Regions from separate parts of the Hordeum vulgare genome. Here region 2 is linked to region 1. The links are chromatin contacts, called in public Hi-C maps. All regions are on one chromosome and are shown on one strand. The core of a region is the stretch at or near the end of the contact, and the rest is flanking DNA. Distances in the headings are between cores, read along the strand shown. Region 1 holds the start of LOC123411744 (homeobox-leucine zipper protein HOX1-like). Region 2 has its middle 140 kb from the start of LOC123439464.

The links. A called contact is a pair of places that touch in the nucleus more often than the background predicts.
Region 2: a contact with region 1 is called in a Hi-C map of seedling, with 4 times the contacts expected there. The contact joins the enhancer-like site here to the promoter of LOC123411744 in region 1. A contact is called at or near these places in 2 of 6 Hi-C or Micro-C datasets (leaf and seedling) and 1 of 1 datasets of contacts at active chromatin or transcription factors (embryo).

Annotation. Positions count from the first base shown.
Region 1 is chr1H:386,523,352-386,526,443 of MorexV3_pseudomolecules_assembly, reverse strand. It overlaps LOC123411744 (homeobox-leucine zipper protein HOX1-like), which reads left to right and starts at 1,629. Exons shown (of 2, transcript XM_045104713.1): 1 at 1,629-2,415; 2 at 2,530-3,092. The coding sequence starts at 1,855. The coding sequence ends at 2,940.
Region 2 is chr1H:386,896,846-386,899,942 of MorexV3_pseudomolecules_assembly, reverse strand. No RefSeq gene overlaps it. Among protein-coding and RNA genes, the nearest start is that of LOC123439464, 140 kb to the left of the region's middle. Within about 2 kb of position 1,387, at least 3 of the 3 cell types and tissues checked have open chromatin away from gene starts, as enhancers often do. A contact at or near this core is called in leaf and seedling, where this site is marked.

The sequences.
Region 1 (3,092 bases), core at 380-2,879:
GGTCTTAAGAGCGTGCACTACGGCTGCTAGTTCCAAGTCATGCGTGGCATAATTCAACTCATGGGGTCTGAGCTGTCTGGATGCATAGGCTACAACTTTACCTTCTTGCATGAGCACTCCTCCGAGTCCTTGACGAGAAGCGTCACAGTAAACCTGGAAATCCTTCGGAATGTTCGGCAATATCAGCACTGGGGCTGTAACCACACGTTTCTTCAACTCTTGAAAACTGGTTTCACATTCCTCAGTCCAAACATACTTGGATTCCTTCTTCAACAACTCTGTCATGGGCTTGGCGATCTTTGATAAATTCTCAATGAACCTCCGGTAATATCCGGCAAGTCCGAGGAAACTGCGGATCTCCTTGACTGAAGTGGGTGCTACCCATTCGGTGACTGCTGCGACCTTGGCAGGGTCCACTGCTATTTCTTCTCCTGAGATGACGTGTCCGAGGAATCCGACTTCCTTCAACCAAAACTCACATTTGCTAAACTTTGCATACAGCTTATGCTCTCGAAGTTTCTCCAGAACTAGACGCAGATTTTCCTTGTGTTCCTCCTCGTTCTTGGAGAATATCAGTATGTCATCGATGAACACCACGACAAACTTGTCCAAGTATTCCATAAATACCTTGTTCATCAGATTCATAAAATATGTCGGAGCATTAGTCAGTCCAAATGACATGACCGTGTACTCATACAAGCCGTACCGAGTGGTGAAGGTTGTCTTGGGTATATCCTGTTCACGAATCTTCAACTGATGATACCCGGATCGAAGATCGGTCTTGGAGAATATTCGGGCTCCAACTAACTGGTCAAACAGATCATTGATCATTGGCAAGGGGTACTTGTTCTTGATGGTCACCTCGTTCAATGCACGATAATCGACAACCATTCTCAAGGACTTATCCTTCTTTTCAACCAAGAGCACCGGGGCTCCCCAAGGTGAAGAACTTAGGCGAATATACCCTTTGTCCAACAACTCCTTAATTTGCTTCTTCATTTCTACCAAGTCATTTACGGGCATCCGATAGGGTCTCTTGGATATCGGGGCTGTTCCGGGTAATAGCTCGATCAGGAACTCAATCTCTCTCTCAGGTGGCATGCCCGGCAATTCCTCCGGGAATACATCTGGGTATTCATGTACAATCGGTACTTCCTCCTCGACTACTCTCTATCAGGTGGCATGCCCGGCAATTGCTCGACTTTTGCATAATATATGGAGTATCTGTTTGATCTACTCACTCTGTACCTATTCCAACGACGTATATTTCGATAAAGAGGTAATGCATTTTAAGTTAAATAAAGCATAATTAATCAAGAAAAATACAGTGTGTTCTAAATCAACGACTTGTCCAGATTCGTGCAAATAAAAAGGGAACCGCCGTTGATTTTGATTGATCCGTTTTCTGCAAAACTCCGGCACTGACCTGCCGACAGGTCCGGGGTATCACCATCGGGGAAGGGGGGGCAATCCAAAAGAGGTTGGGGGGACCGGGAGCAACTTCAGCTGGTGATGATTGGGCTTGCCTGCGCTGCTGCACCGCACCGCAGGGTGCGGCGGTGACGCCACGCGCGACAAAGCAATAAATAGTTGGTGCATACTCCATTCCTCCCTTCATTTCCACCCCTCCACAAAAATTTAAACTATTCTCGCTTCTGATCTCAACTCAATCACCACTCCATAATTAATCAGCGCTCTGAGCCCCGATCCTCACTCCGCCCACTCTTTAAAAGCCCACCCCCTCCGCTCTCTCCCCTCACAATCACGGCCACCACCACCCGCAGCCTGCACGTACGTAGCTACTGTTGTTACTCGCAGAGAGCAGGGACGACGACAGATCCAACAAGAAGATCAATGGAGATGACCGTTAACGGGAGGGACACCGAGCACCACCTCGGCCTCGGCCTCGGCCTCGGCCTCAGTCTCGGCATGGCCGGCACGACGTCTCCCGTCGAGGCGGCGGCGCCCCAGCGTGCTCTGGCCGCTGCTGCACCGGTGACGCTGGGGCGCCAGCAGCAGCTGCAGCAGTCCTGGAATGGCGCCGGCCTCTTCTTTCCGGCCCCCTCCGGCGAGCAACGCTCGCATGCAGATGATCGGAGGCTGGCGGCGCTGGCGTGCCACGAGATGCCGTTCCTTCGCGGGATCGACGTCAACCGGGCGCCGGCCACGGGCGGCGCAAGCGAGGACGAGGAGCCCGGCGCGTCGTCGCCCGACAGCACGCTGTCCAGCCTCAGCGGCAAGCGCCGCGCGCCAACGAGGAGCGGCGGCGGGGAGCAGGAGCGCGCCGGCGCGGGCAGCGACGACGAGGACGACTCCGGGGCCGGCGGCGGCGGGTCGCGCAAGAAGCTCCGGCTGTCCAAGGACCAGTCCGCCGTCCTCGAGGAGAGCTTCAAGGAGCACAGCACCCTCAACCCCGTAAGTGCTCTAACCAAATCAACCAAGGTTAAAAAAAAGACAAAGATCCCAATATTTCTTCTTCCATTCCATCCATCTAAATTTGCTCTGCGTACGTTGATGGACATGGAGCAGAAGCAGAAGGCGGCGCTGGCGAGGCAGCTGAGGCTGCGGCCGCGGCAGGTGGAGGTGTGGTTCCAGAACCGGAGGGCGAGGACGAAGCTGAAGCAGACGGAGGTGGACTGCGAGTCGCTCAAGCGCTGCTGCGAGACGCTCACGGAGGAGAACCGCCGGCTGCAGCGGGAGGTGCAGGAGCTGCGCGCGCTCAAGCTGCTCGCCCCGCCGGCGCCGCACCTCTACATGCGCGCGCCGCCGCCCGCCACGCTCACCATGTGCCCCTCCTGCGAGCGCGTCGCGCCCTCCGGCAAGCCGGCCGGCGACGAGAGCCGCGCCGCCACGATGGTGACCCGGCCCGTGCCGACCGGGCCGTGGGGCCCCGTCCCGGTGCTGCCCGTGTTCGTGGGCAGGCCGGCCCAGAGGTCATGATGAACTAACTAGTTAGTGTGCCATGTCATGTCACTTCATGTGTTGTGAGCGGAGAGGTTACCATCCTTGTGTTGCTACTTGATGGAGTATCTAGGAAGAGTAGGCATAGTTACTAGGGTAGTAGTACGTAAGTAGCTCGCCAAGAGAAGTAA
Region 2 (3,097 bases), core at 138-2,637, 370 kb before region 1:
CCATGCGCAATAAAGCTCACCGAAATTTGTTCTTTTGCGAAAACTGGGGGCATTATAAAATTATTACTTCAGGCAGGATGCAATGGACATCTTATCCCACTTATCTAAGGCAGCAACGTTATCTTATCTGCTCAGAACTACTTAAAGAATCCTTCGCGCTGTCGGGGCCAACAGAATGACTTTAGAGGAAAGCTAGCAAAACCTAGTCAGCATGCACGTTGGTTTAACTTGGACATCCAAGGGCAGAAATTAAAAATGACAGAACTGGGGATGGTGGCTAGGATGAGTTGAGCAGAGCACGTCGGCTGAGTGCAACTTCTCTCCTAATGGTCCTGTTTGTTTTGTTTGCTAGGAAAAAAATGCGTACTTCCAGTATTTGAATCATGAAGACAACGTGATTGTAGTGGCTAATTGATATGTAGGGTGTGCTCCAGCATAGATAAATACTATCTCCATTTTATAATATAAGATGTTATTACAACCAAGCTAGTCAGTGGAATTTATTTTTATGGAGCGATGTTTCATCTTACAACGACGGATCCCGACGGCATGACGTAGTGGAGACTCATCGTTCGATGTCCGGAGATGGACTCGCATAGGAGAAGGACGTTGTCTGATGTTATGATGACGTCGATGGCAGAGAGTCCCGACAAGGTCGGTGCGTTATTCTTCTCTGAAGATGGATTGGTGAAAGACGACGAGGATGATACATGAGAGTGCGTCGGACCGGTTTATAGTCAAAACTCAGTATATGGCTTGGTTGGGGCATTCATTTTAGATATTAGGCTTTCGTACTATGTATGTTTGATATTAGGCTCGGACTATTAACACCACTTTATTAAGTAAATAGAACTAGCGAGAATTGTTGTTAAGATGACGACTTTAGACAACCTGATATACTATTTTATAAAGTTTTTATGAATAATCAATACAATGATTGAATGCAAGATGCAGGAACCGTGTAATCCTCTTTTCTAGGAAAACAATTAAGCTGATCACGACGGATCACATGATTCAAATTCGATGTGTCTAAGGTGCGGATAGAGAGAGATATAGGAGAGGTTGCTTGATTATACCATCCGGATATGTATGCGTTTGAGTAAGTTGATGAAATTGAACAAATTAAGTATCATCCCTTGCAAGACACTGGCATATCTTCTAATCATTTAGCGATGATAGCGATCACCTAAAGGAAAAGCTGACAGTGACATATACTAGACCATGTCCACACCTTTTTTCTGCGAAAAGGAACCATACAATATCCACACCTGATAACACGCACCCAGCATTAGCAAAAAAGGAAAAGGATGCATGCACCCGAATGGGCCTTAACGGGATCGATTTAGTCCTGGTCGGGATGTCACATCAGGCTGTGACATGAGGTCGCGACTATGTCTCGCTCGCCGCGACACGGTAGAAAGTCTAGCCTCAAGCAGCCGTCGTAATGAGCCGCTCCAGCGCGGACTACAAGCCTTCAACGCTTTTGTTTTCAACCTTTTTTTTTAACTTTATCTTTCTTTTTTGCATTTTCTAAATTTATTAATATTATACATACATATATTGCAAAACAAATTTTACATACAAATCATAAAAATCTTAATCGCGCTCCAAAAATATTAAATCTGTTCAGGAAAATGTTACTAGCGTACATAACAATTGTACAATGTGTATGAAAAATAGCAGATAACAAAATACATATTTAAAGAACAATAATGTGCATATAAAAAATGTTCCTGGTGTATACAAAAAATATATATGATGTGTATGAAAAAAAGGAGTCTACCAAAACTTGTTTGGGACTAAAGACTTTGTTGCTCTTGTAGTATGAAAAAAATAGAAAACTAAAATATATGTATAGAAATGTTAATCATGTTTTGGAAAAATCTTAAACTTATCTGCCAATAATGATTCTAATGTATAGGTTCTTTTAGAAAAATGTGTATGAAAAAATAGATATAAAAATCATTTTTTTGCAAAATTTAATCACGTATTTGGAAATGTATAGGTTCTTTTAGAAAAACGTGTATATAAAAAATACCTGGTGTACACATAAATATTGAATGTGTTTGAAGAAAAAATGACATCAAATATATGTTCGAAAAAAGTAATATTTTTGTACTTTAAAAACTGTTCAATCGTGTACATAAAATTTATCATGCAATGTAAAAAATGTTTGCATATGACTAAAATTGTTTGTTGCCACTAAAGAAATGTGTTTAACATTTTAAATAAATATTTACGTGCCACCAAAAAATGTCTGTGAAATTTTAACAATGTTAAGCAATTGTTTGCATTGTCATAATAAAAAAATCAACGCGTATTTAAAAATATTGACCATGTATACAAAAGGTGCTCAAAACCATACACTAAAACAAAAATGCAAATCCTGTATTTAAATTTTTTTGAAATTTTATCAAATATATATTTCATGTCTAAACTAAAAATATATGTTGTGTGTTCATAAAAGTTGACATGTGCCAAGAAAAAGAAAAACAAAGAAACTTCACAAAGAAATAAAACAAGGGAAAGCAAACAAAAAACATGAGTACATAAGCAAATTAAAAATAAAAAAACAATTAAAATCAAGAAAGAAATAATGAAAAGGGTGAAGAGGAAAAAAATAAAAATGTGGAAACTGAGAAAGAAAGAAGGGAAAATCTAACTACAAGCGCCGCGCAATAGACTTTCCCTGCGGCGACGCAATGCATGTGAATCATGCGTCTCTATCGTGCTACAGTACTTTTGCTAATGACTATAAAAGTCAAGCAAACACATGCGATCTAGTGTGCTATAGTGCTTAAATAGTTTGAACATGCAACCATAAATCTCCTTTATTTATCATGCATGCATGCAATGACGTCATTAGAATTCCCTTCAATATTTGAAATTCAAAATGTTTTATCTCTAAACGATTAATTTGATCGATGATCTGTTATTATAATTGTCTTTGTCGCGATGAGATCTTCGAAACTAGATCCCATATCGATATGTTTTGACAACTCTTTTTTTCGTCCATATTTGCCACATTGTTGCACTTACTTATCATATTTGTAAACACTAAGTTGCTTAATAAAAAATAACTAAAATGCCATGTTTT